Regions from separate parts of the Mus musculus genome. Here region 1 is linked to region 2. A link is a contact called in public promoter capture Hi-C data. All regions are on one chromosome and are shown on one strand. Each heading gives the region's core, a stretch centred on a gene start, on an enhancer-like site or on the middle of the called end of the contact. The rest is flanking DNA. Distances are from core to core; before and after follow the strand shown.

Region 1 (5,963 bases), core at 1,104-3,603, 340 kb after region 2:
CTACAAGCACAAGTTCTGCCAGACAAATGATTCTGAGGATTATTTTAGGCTGAGCATAGGCCTATGAACCTACCTAATCCCAGTACTCAGTAGGCAGAGTTCGAGGCCAATCACGTCTATATAGTATCTAGTCGGACCTTGTCTAAAAAAATTTATTCTATATCTGGACATGGTGTCAAATACTTGTAATCCTAGCACTTGGGAGGCAGAGGCAGGAGCATTGCTGCAACTTCAAGGCCAGCTTTGTTTACTTAGGTCATTTAAGGGCAGGGTATATAGCAAGACTGCCTCAAAAAAATAGTTAACTCCATTCAGGCACTGTGGCTCAGCGACATCGTGAGTTCTGCATCAATCTGATCTACATGAGACCTTGTCCCCCAAAACCAAACAAGCAGGCTAAATAATTTTTAGTTATTTATGGTGGGGCTGGAGAGGTGGCTCAGCATTTAAGAGCACTTGCTGCTTTTCTAGAAGATCTGGGTTCCTAGCACCCACTTGGCGGCTCACGGGTGCCTAAAATTCCAGTACAAGGTGAAATTCCCTCTTCTGGCCTCCACAGGCACTGCACACACATGGTACCCCGCACACATACATGCAGGGGAAAATTCATACACATGAATAAAATCTTTTAAAATGATCTATGGTGCTAGGAAGATGCCTCCATAAATAAATCCCCTGTTGCACAAGTTTGGGGACCAGAGTCTGACTCCCTAGCACCCACATAAAAGCCAGGCAGTCTGCCTGTAATCCTAGGGGCAGGAAGAAGGGGCCGGTCCCAAGGACAAGCTGGCAGCTAGACGAGACAAACTGGTGAGCTCCAGGTTGAACCAGAGATCCCGTCTCCAAAAATAAAGTGGAAAGCTGTTTAATAAGACACCTGACATCAGCCTCTGACTTCCACATGTATCTAAACAGGCATGTGCCCAGACACGTGAACAAGCGTGCATACCACACATGCAAAAAAATATTGCTCATTTCCATCTCTCATTTTCATCTCCTCCATCACTGTTTTGTGCTATTCCAATGGCAAAAAAGAATTTTTTTCTTAAATCATTTTGACTGAATGAGTCCCAGTGAAGAAAAGGGAAAGGAAAGGGAAATCAGTTGGGGGTGGGGGTATATATGGTAGTCAGAGGGATGGGATGCAGGAGGAAAGAGCTGGAGACAGAAAGGGGGACAAGGGAAGAAGAGATAGATGATGGAGCTGGAGACAGGCTGAAGGGATAAAATTAATGCATCCCCCAGACTCTGAACCCCCAAGGTTCTCCTGAACAGCCAGATAACCTAACCTGGCGCAGCCTTCTTTTCAGAACTTCTCCTCAAGAGCTGAGAGCCAGTTGAAAGACCATCTCTGCCCTGTACTCTCGGAAGTGGGCTCTCAGCTCCAGCCCATTCTCAGAGCCTCCCTCGGTTTCCTGGTGTGGCCTCAAAGCTTAGGGCTACCTTCCTGCCACACTTCCCTTTCCTGCCTCCAGTTCCCTAGAGATGAGGCCATCCAGGCATTGCCACCCCTAGCCAGGCCACATCCATCCCATCTTAGAGTACTAAACTTGCTTCCAGTCTGGCCACCTTCCCAGGAGCCCTGGAAGGTGGGATCCAGGCATCAGTGGTCCCTGACACTTTTGTCTTGGAAATGGCAAGTCTGCAGCAGGAGTGAATGTAGGTGACTCAACTCATGATTATGTTACTAGGTAGAGGTTAGGAAAGAGTCAGCAGGCTGGGTCACAGGGATAACTTCATGGAACTTTTATAGTAAACAACTTATTTTCTCTTTTCCCCCAGGGAAGTGTTTATCTGTCAGCACGTCAGCACGGGGCCTCTACCAGGCATCTGCTCAGGTTTCCAACCCTTGGGCCAGCTCTGGCTCCTCTTAGCCTGGGGAAGAGCTGGAGAGGTCATCGCATTACCTACCACTTCTCAGCAAAGGGTTCTGAGTGCCTGGCAGCAGCGACCATAAACATCTTCTTTAACCTCTCAAGGACCCACCAAGGTAAGTATTGCTGCCCCTACTTCACTGCGCGGAAAAGGAGGCTCGTGGAGGTTAAGTAACTTGCCCGGTATTGCCGGGAGCTGATAACTGCTCCAGGAGCGTGGGAAGCTGTAGCACCGCTCACTCTGCCCCGACGGGGCGCACTCCGAAGTCTCCCTCCCCGGTTGCCTGCAAAGTTGGGGACTAGTCCGTGCGACCAGCGTGACCTATGCCCCTGGGGTTCAGAATCCTGCTTTTTGCCCCTGCACAATCGCCCTCTGCCCCTGCCCGTCTCACCATTGCCTCCGCAGCCGCCGCCGCTGCCTGCTCGCCGGCTCCGATTCCTCTGCCCCGAGCGGCCTCAGTGCCCGCGGCCCGGGAGGAAGCCGTGGGGCGGGGCGGGCCCGCAGCCCAAGAGGGAGGGGGGCGCGCCTTCTCAGAGGTGCCCGTCCCGGGCAAACCGAAAGCGGTGACAGGACCCGTGGGGCGCCTCCTACCGGGCCACAGGCGTCCGATTTCCGATGACACCCCAGCCTGGTGAATTGGGGACCGATGTCTCTTGGATCTGGGGCTGCATCAGGAGTTAGCCCAGGAGGCGTCATTCCGTCATGCAAAAAGCATCTGTGGGAGCTATGTGCTGGAGCTGACATGAACAAGCCAGAAGTATTTGCCACCTTGGTGAGTGCGTCTCACCCGAAATTAAAAACACACCAACCACTCCAAAGTTCTGATTATTTACAGACGGAACAGGCAGTATTCTGAATACATTGTATGTCACCGAGTTATACCCTTAAAAATGGTAAGCTAGGGCTGGTGAGATGGCTCAGTGGGTAAGAGCACCCGACTGCTCTTCCGAAGGTCCGGAGTTCAAATCCCAGCAACCACATGGTGGCTCACAACCATCTGTAACAAGATCTGACGCCCTCTTCTGGAGTGTCTGAAGACAGCTACAGTGTACTTACATATAATAAATAAATAAATCTTTTTAAAAAATGGACTCGCGTTGTGGAAAGAACCAACTCCTGCAAGTTGGCCTCTGATCTCCATACATTGGGGGAGGAAGATTTTTAAAATGCTAAAGTGTTGCAGACATTTCTGTGAGCTAAAAGTCTCAATGGTGTGTGGATGGATCTCAAGTTTTGAACCAACAAGAGGCAGAAGAGGCAAAGGAGAAGATGGGAGCCAGCTTCCAAAGTGGTACTCAAGCAGAGACCATCTCTTTTGGATAAGAATAAAATACAAACTACACAGACTGTCTTGAAGAGTTTCACAGCATGAGTTTAGGACAGAGTTGCAAGCTGCTGCAAGGAAAACAAACAGGTGTTGCCCAGCCTGAGAACACACACTTTCTCTTAGATTCCTGGTGTGGGCCTTGCGGGATGGTCCTCTAACAGGTGAGGAAGATGGAGTTCTTGACGAAGAGAGATGCCGAGGAAACTGCGGCTTTTCTTGCAGAACTGGGAACTGAGAAGTCCTTTCCTTAATCTCATTGGCCCGTCCCAGCCTCAGGCCAACTTCAAGGTTAAAATGAGGTTGTTTGTAAAGAACTGTGCAAAAGGTGCAGAAAGCCTGAAGACTTGTAAAGGATACGCTGTGCTCTGAATTCCACAAAAAGCTCACGGAGGAATATATTAAGTGGTGCTGTTTTATGTGCTTAATCGAAGGCTAAAATGTGAGACCGCAGAGACGGCTCAGCAGTTAAGAGTCCTGGCTGCCCCTCCAGAGGACTGAGGTTTAATTGTCAGCACCTACATGCCAGCTCACTACATGCCAGCTCACTACATGCCAGCTCACTACATGCCAGCTCACTGCGGTCTGTTAACTCCAGCTCCGGGGGATCCGATGCCCTGTTCTGGCCTCCAAGGACACGTGTCACACATGGTCACAGTCACACATGCAGAGGAAGCATCTTTACACATAAAATAAAAATAATTTAAAGAACAAAGAGTTTTTAAAAAGACTTTAGTTTTAAGGCAAAAACTCAATTGTAAATGGATGCTGGGGATGGGCTTGCCTGTTTTGCCCCAAGCCCTGGGTTTGATGTCCCGCATCATACAAACCAGACTTGGTGGTAGATGGCAGCATCGGCGAGCCAGCAGCAGAAGGGTCAAGGTTCACAGCCATGGCCTGCTGTCTAATGAATGTGAGCAGTTACTACATGAGAGCCTGCCCGAAGACAAAATAAAACAAAACCAAACAGAAAACTGAGCTGGCTCTGTAGCTATGGTTGTGATCCTAACACTTAAGAGGATGAGGCAGGAGGATTGACTGAGTTTGAGACCAGCCTGGGTCATATATAGTAAATTCCAGGACAGCTTAACCTAGGCTTCAAGGCTACAAAGTAAGACTTTGTCTATTAAAAGAAAGAAAGAAAGAAAGAAAGAAAGAAAGAAAGAAAGAAAGAAAGAAAGAAAGAAAGGAAGAAAGGAAGAAAGAGAAAAGAGAAGAAAACAACAGAAAAGAAAAGAAAGGAAAAGAAAAGAGGAGAAAAGAAGAGAAAAAAGAAGGCCATGTGAATTTGACTCCAATGTAAAATGAAAGCAGCCTCTTACAGGAAGTGCTGACTCTGGCTTTTCTCTGTTCTAAACTCTTTTTTTTTTTCCTTTCCGAGACAGGGTTTCTCCGTATAGTCTTGGCTGTCCTGGAACTCATTCTGTAAACCAGGCTGGCCTCACACTCAGAAATCCACCTGCCTCTGCTTCCCGAGTGCTGGGATTAAAGGCGTGCGCCACCACTGCCCAGCTGTTCTAAACGCTTGTAGGCCTGTTCCTTTGCTGGAGATGCTGGTGTGCTTCTAGATTTGTGTAGCCTTCCTGAGCTGCTGTGGAGAAATAGTTAAAGCCATCTTCCACCTTCCAGGCTGCCCTTGACATCCTAAATGTGGCTTCTCTTAACCAAAATGCCAGGGGCTTTTGTCCCTGGGTTGAGCCACTGTGAGGATAGACCACTGGTTTCCATGCTTGGACACATTACCTCAGAATGGGCTGGGGGTGAAGAGGGTAGGCTCACTCATGTCAAAGTAGATGGAGAGGGGCTGTTTGGTACTTTCCCTGCCCTCTGTGGAATCGAGAGCATGATCCAAAATCTGGCCTGTATTTAGTATCCCACATTTTTGACTCTCAACCCATCCCTTTCCTCACATGCTCCCAACAACAGGTTGTTTCTAATTCTGGAAAGGTTGTGTAGGAACCAAGGACAGAGGAAGCCAAGAACCACAAGCCAAGGCAGACTGGGCTCTGGAAAGAACCGCAGTGATGAAGAACCTGGTGGGAAGGAGGAGTCCAGAAGACAGAAAGCTCATTGTGCTGTCAGCCTGGTCCTGTGACATTGACTCTGACTAGCCATGGGACTCTGGGGAGGGAGAGATGCTCACCACCACTCCCTCAGAACAGCTGAGATCCAGGCCTCTATAAAGACCCAGAAAAGCAAGGATAGACAAAAGACAAACAGAACAACCCACAAAGGATACGCTGACTAGCTCCTTCAGCCTCTCTCTGGCTCTGAGTCATACCTAGGCCATAGACGAGACATGGCAGAAGTGACAAGAGCCCTTGAACCAGGTCTTACATGACCCATCATCATATCCTTGCAAGCGTATCCAGGAGGTCAGTTAAGGGACATGGCAGGGTCCCAGGAGGGCGCTGAATCCTGCATCCCACTCTAAAGTGCTATGAAGTTCTAATCCTCCTTATGGTAAGAGCTCTAGGAAATCCTTGTTCTTGTGAGTTGTGACAATGAACAGTGTGGTACAAAGAAAAACAGGAGGGCTCAGGAGAGGGCTCAGCAGGGAAAGCACTTGTTATGCAAGCATGGGACCTGAGTCCAAATCTCTAGGACCCATATAAAAGTTTTATGTGTGCTTCTTTCTGTAACCTCAGCACTGTGGAGATGGATCCCTAAGCCAAACTGATGAGCTCCAGGCTTAGTGAGTGACTGTTTCAAAAAGTGGGGTGAGGGCTGGAGCTGTACCTCAGTACAGACTCTTATCTCACAG
Region 2 (6,182 bases), core at 3,315-5,814:
GACTTGTTTATTATGTTAGAGACTTTGTGTCCTGGTCGTTTCTAAAAATGCACTCAGAGATACTCTTTACTATTCTTCTAGGCATGCCCCATTCCAATTAAATTGACAATCAATATCAATCATCATTAAGATGGGTGTGGTGGCTCATACCTTTAATCCTAGCACTTGGGAGGCAGAGGCAGAAAGATCTCTGTGAATTTTAGGCCATTCTGGTTTATAGAGAGAGCCCTGGGATAGCCAGAATTACATAAAGCAACCCTGTCTCAAACAAAACAAAAGATTAACCACCACAATGGGGTACTGTCTCAGTTATCTATTGCTATATTACAAAGTGTCCCCAAAACATAATGGTATCAAGTAACGTTCATTTTATTACACTCACAGATCTTGTGGCTGGGTTAGTTTTTCTTAACACAACCAAGAGTCGCTTGGATTGGTAGTATGAATAAGAACAGTCCCCATAAAGAGGATGTATTTGAATGCTTAGTTTCCAGGGAGTGGAAACTAAGAATTAGAAGGATTAGGAGATGTAGCGTTCTTCCATGTTCTTTATATAGGCTGCTATTACAGATGAATAATCATCACAATAGACTATGAGGACTTTTGAAGTTGGACTGAATTTATTTTTGCATTATGATATAGTTACAACCTTCCATGCCAGCTTGAATAAGAATGGCCCCAATAGGCTGCCGCAGACCGTCTTGGTCCCTTGTCTGCGTGGAATGGGTCTCTAGTCGCAGGTAGGCAAGGAGTTGGTGGGAATTGACAGACAGAATCCACAAGAGGGAGTGTGAATCTGAATGTAATTTTTCAAATCGAGCATCAATCTTTTTATACAGAAGAAAATAGGGAAGTTGGGTGACACACCGGCAAGGTACAAAGAGGTTACTGGATTCTTACAGAAGAATGCAAACACAGAAGAACTGGTAGGAACCAACTGGGGTAAAATTCAATGTTAACAACTGGGATCAAAAACAGCTCCTCCTATGTGCCCTTGCCATAGTTCCTACTCTAGTCTATTGTATAAACCACCTTCCCCCTAGGCCATTGTAAATACTTGTGTATGGTGTAACTCAGCTATCTATAGTTCTAAGTATCTACTCTGGTTCCTTTTTAGGCCACAAACTTCCTTCTTCCTAGATAATGGTAAATTCCTGTGTAGGGCAGTGACTTAGCTATCCATGCCCAAGGTTGGATCAAGGACTGCCTAGAATCTAACTTAGCTATGTCAACATATCAATCCTTAGGAGCACTTGTAATAAAGCAATATTAAGGGAAAGCACACAGATCCTTTTACCAACTAAAGAAAGGACATTGGAGCATTCTTTATACAGGATGCCACGGTTCCAGGAGACTAAGTTTCCAAGAACTTTTCGCCTGGGGACAGCGCCCAGGTTTTTGGGGCCTTTCCTGCTTGTCACTACTGGAGAGGATGTAGCCACAGGCCATTCAAATATGTGAATATTTTAATGCTTAGTCATCAGCGAGTGGCATTATTTGAGAATGATTAGGAGGTATGGCCTTGATGGAAGAAATGTGCCATTGGGGGTGGTGGTGGGCTTTGAGGTTTCAAAAGTTTGTATTCCTATGCAAGGCCCAGTCTCTCTTCCTCTCTCTCTCTCTCTCTCTCTGTTTGCAGATCAGGATGTAGCTCTCATCTACTTCTCTGGCACCACACCTGCCCGCCGACATGCTCCCTGGCACAGTAATCATTATTGCTCTGACTATGCCTTTGGTACTGTAAGCAACCCCTCAGTTAAATCCTTTCTTTTACAAACATTGCCTTGGTCATGGTGTCTCTTAGCAGCCATTGAACAGTGACTAAGATATCTGGGAAGAAGGGACATCAACTGAGTTGCTCAGATCAGACTGGCCTGTAGCCATGTGTGTGGTAAACTGTCTTGACTGACAATTGATATGGGGGAGCCCAGCATACTTCTGTGGCATCATTGTAGGCGGGGTGGCCTGGGCTGACGAAGGAAGCAAGCTAAGCAGGAGCCTGTGAGCCTGTTCTCTATGGTTCCTGCCTTCAGGTTCTTGACTTGAGTTCCTGTCCTGACTCCCCTTAAAAATGGACTGTAAGATGAAATAAGCCCATTCCTCCCTCAAGTTTCTTTTGGCAAGGATGTTTTTTTCACAGTAACAGAAAATCAAACTAGAATAGTCGGTAAAACAATTTTTTTTTGATCGAACACAAGAAGGTTTTTTTTTTTTTTCTATGTCCCATCTAGTTTGAGGTCTCAATTTGAAAACATCGTGTGGCCAGGGGTAGTTTGACTAGCTGGGGCTATAATCATCTGGAAATGTCTTTACTCACAAAACTTTTATAGCAATATATTACTAATTGATCTGCCTACCAAGCCCCCTCTGTCTATTTTTTTTTAAGGAAATAGTTATTTATAGTTCATATTGGGCTATCAGCCATTCTGAGTACTGATTTTGGGGGGGGCTCTTTTTGTATATTCCATTTAAAGCTGAACTGGTTTGAGTTCTCTAGGAAGTAGAGATTAAGGCAGAGTAAGAGATATGAGAGATTTGTTGCAGAAAAACACCTATGAACTAAAAGGAAAGAGAATAGAGTGAGGTAAGGAGAGACATCAGAGTACAGACAAGCTAAGATTCCAACAAGGGCTCAGAGCAGGACCGCACCTTAGATAAGGCCCACATTAGATAGACATAGGCAGGCCCTTGTGCCAATCCCTTCTTTTATCACTGACTTAGAAGACTATATCAAGGACATCTTGGTGACCATTGTCCCCCCACCCCTACCTTCTTTGAAACAGGGTCCTATACAGTCCAGCTGTACACTGAACTTTCTATGTAGCTGAGACTGGTCTTGAGCTACTGATCTTCTTGCCTGTGCCTTTTGAGCGCTGGGATGAACAGAGGATATCATCATACTTTTTGTCTTACTTATTGTTCTATTGCTGGGAAGGGGCACTTATGACCAAAGCAACTCTTACAAAAGAAAGCAGTTAAGTGGAAGCTTGCCTACAGCTTCAGAGGATTACTCCATTGTCCTTATGGCAGGAAGTGTGGTGGTGCATAGGCAGGCATGGTGCTAGAGAAGTAACTGAGAGCTTTACACCCTGGTCCATGGGCAGCAAGCAGAAGGAAGGAGGAATGGAGGGAGGGAGGGAGGGAGGGAGGGAGGGAGAGAGCGAGCCTGCCTGAGCCTGAGCCTGAGCCTGAGCCTGAGCCTGAGCCTGAGCCTGAGCCTGAGCCTGAGCCTGAGCCTGAGCCTGCGGTGGGCTTCACATTCTAATCCGTTCAAGCAGTTCATCACCTGATAACTAAGCATGTACATATATGAGCCTATGGAGGCCATTATCATTCAAACCACCACATCCTACTCCCTGGCCACCATAGGCTTGCAGCTGTCATCATAATGCAAAATGCATTTAGTCCAACTTCAAAAGTCTTTAATAGTCTAACATTCTTTAAAAGTCCAAAGTCTCTTAGACAGGAATTTTGATTGTGGGTTAGTAACCCTGTCCCTCCACGTGATGCCCTGTCTACCTACTGGAGGTGGATTCTTCCACTTATCTTTCCCCAGTGTTGGGCACTTTGGCTAAGGTTCACCCTCACTGAGTCCTGAGAGTGCCTCACCTCCCATGTCTCTGGTACTTTCTAGAGGGCATCCCCACCTCCCACTCCCCAAGGCTGCTTACTTCCATTCATTCCCTTTACCCTCTGGGCTTCTCTCCTGCCCCCCATATCTGACTCTATTCCCCCTTTCCCCTCACCCTGTCCCAGAATTGTTCCTGTCTAAAAGAACTACAGGAACAAAAATGGAGAAGAGACTGAAGGAAAGGAGGTCCAACTTGGGATCCATCTCATGAGGGGACACCAAGGCATGACACTACTGTTCTATGATATGCTTATAAATGGGAGCCTGGCATGGCTGTCCTCTGAGAGGTCCTGTCAGCAGCTGACTGAGACAAGAGCAGATACTTACACACCTAACATTGGACTGAAGTCAGGGATCCCTACGGTTCAATTAGGGGAAGAATAGCCCTGGCTGTTCTAGAACTCACTCTGTAGATCAGGCTGGCTTCAAGCTCACAGAGATCTACTTGAGTCTGCTCCACAAGTGCTGGGATTAAAGGTGTGAATTACTATTTCAGGTCATCAACTCAGTCTCTTAATTATAATTCCTTGTAAAAGCAAAGTCAAATGAGAAACTTCCAACAAACAATGGCACAGAATGAACATTCCTCCCAGTCTAAAGAGGAAGAAAGGAGGTGTAGTGAGGAAATATCAGATCAATGAAAAGACCAAAAATCAGCAGTGCACACTCAAAATTTTTGCATTTCCATGTCTTATGTCAAAGACCTCCAACTCCTTTTAGTTTTCTTAACTGAAGCACACTTCTCCTTCTTGGGCTGGTTCCATACCTGGTCTGCAACTCTCCTCAGTGGGTAATTCAGGGTTTTGGTATCTCCAACATCTTGGGGTCTCCAATCCAATCCAGGTTTTATCTTCACATCTTTGAGAGATGGCCTCTCCCCCAGGGACTCTGCATCGGTACCCCCAACCTATTCTCACTTTTGCAACTACACTGTAACCCCTACTGTCGCAGGATACTGATGCTCCTCCCAAGAGAATGTTTGATGGGGTTGTACCTTGGGACTTACTCCATGCGTTTATGGCCTGGTTAGTAAATACAATTGAGGGATTTTGTGTTCTAGTACGGTTTATTCCTAGAATGACTTATTACTCTGGGGAGGGTGTCATCAACCAGCTAGCACCTCCAAACAGTCTAGTTAAAAGGGTGGCCATTTCTGCTGTGTTACTAGGTCCTCTACATGACATAGAGCTGGCTGGAGCTGCTAATATAGGGGTCTCAGAAACATCTTATGGATTCAAGATGGCCCATTACTGAAAAGGGGGAATAATAAGGCTAGGCTGATTCCATGATTGGCTGCACACTGGCAGTTAAGCAGATTAGCTCTAAATCTCTGTTTCCAAGAACTGGGCAAGTCCAGGCCTCAGAAGCTGCCCTGCCACCTGGCCTGAGGCAAGGACAAATGGGTCAGCAACAGTTTCCAGACCTCCCGAACAAGTTTCCACCCCAGTAACGGAATGTCCATAGAGATGGACCCAACAGATTAACCTACCCCAGAATTTCCAAATACACTTTAAATCAGGCCTGCAAGCTCACTAGGTTGTCTCTCTGTTCTGGTAACAAGAGACCCCAGCTTGCTGCACTTCTGCATAATAAAACACTCTTTGCATTTACATTCTATTTGAGTCTGGGGTATCATTCTTCGGTGAATCATGGACCCTTTCAAGGACTTGCCTCCATCCCACTTCCTGGTGCCCTCTTTCTCCTTAAACTATACATTTTGTATTTTTCCTTGATTATTTTTCTCCTTTTCATTATAGATCTGCATAAGAGTAAACGCTAATAGTCAAACAACACAGTCAATACTAAGCTGTCTGGAAATCTCTGCCAAGGATTCTCTGTTAATCCATAACTCTTCACTTTAGCCTTAGGCAGACTTTTTTCTTCTTAAACAAGAGCAGAAAATAGCCATATTCTTCACAAAAATATCACAGGGAAGATCTCTAGGCCAAGTATTAATATTCTTACCTGAAACCCCTTGAGCCATTGCCCCCTGCTTAGGTCAAACCACCGTCAGCACCATTGTCTTCCATGTTCCTCCTAGTATGGCCCATTAAGCCCTGCTTAAAGCATTAAGCTGCTTTCCTGATCTAAAGTTCCCAGTCTACATTCCTGCAAACAAAAGCATGGTCAGGCCTATCACAGCAATACCCTATTCCCTGGTACCAACATCTGTCTTAGTTAGGGTTTCTATTGCTGTGAAGAAGCACCATGACCATGGCTTATCTTATAAAGAAAAACATTAGATTCTAGTCATAGAGTGAGGCTAGGGATGCTTCAAAGCACCCCACAGCACACAGGACAGCCACCATCATGTAATTACTTCACCGAAAATGTCAATGCTGCCCAAGTCAAGAAAACTCACTCACTAAAAATCTTCCCAGGAGACATGGGGTGTGGGTATGACTACACACTAATTTGATTATCTCTTATTTGGCCTACAGACAAAGTTTGTTTGCCAAAAATTAATGAATAAGAATGAACATTGCTCAGCACACTGAGGCGTGTCTTAGCTTAACACAGAAGGCCCTGGGATGCTTTGGTACGCATGCTT

What was found. Promoter capture Hi-C pulls out the DNA fragments that hold promoters and counts their contacts.
Region 1: a contact with region 2 is called in a promoter capture Hi-C map of liver, with 3 times the contacts expected there. The contact joins the promoter of Vamp5 here to the promoter of 9130221F21Rik in region 2. A contact is called at or near these places in 1 of 39 promoter capture datasets (liver), 1 of 15 datasets of contacts at CTCF or cohesin (the NIH/3T3 cell line) and 1 of 115 datasets of contacts at active chromatin or transcription factors (pancreatic cancer cells).

The regions. Positions count from the first base shown.
Region 1 is chr6:72,378,115-72,384,077 of GRCm38.p6, forward strand. Vamp5 (vesicle-associated membrane protein 5) reads right to left here and starts at 2,354. Exons shown (of 3, transcript NM_016872.4): 1 at 2,267-2,354. The coding sequence starts at 2,269. It overlaps Gm52494 (a long non-coding RNA gene), which reads left to right and starts at 1,168. Exons shown (of 3, transcript XR_003956310.1): 1 at 1,168-1,659; 2 at 1,783-1,990.
Region 2 is chr6:72,037,964-72,044,145 of GRCm38.p6, forward strand. It overlaps 9130221F21Rik (RIKEN cDNA 9130221F21 gene), which reads right to left and starts at 4,565. Exons shown (of 3, transcript NR_046180.1): 1 at 4,398-4,565.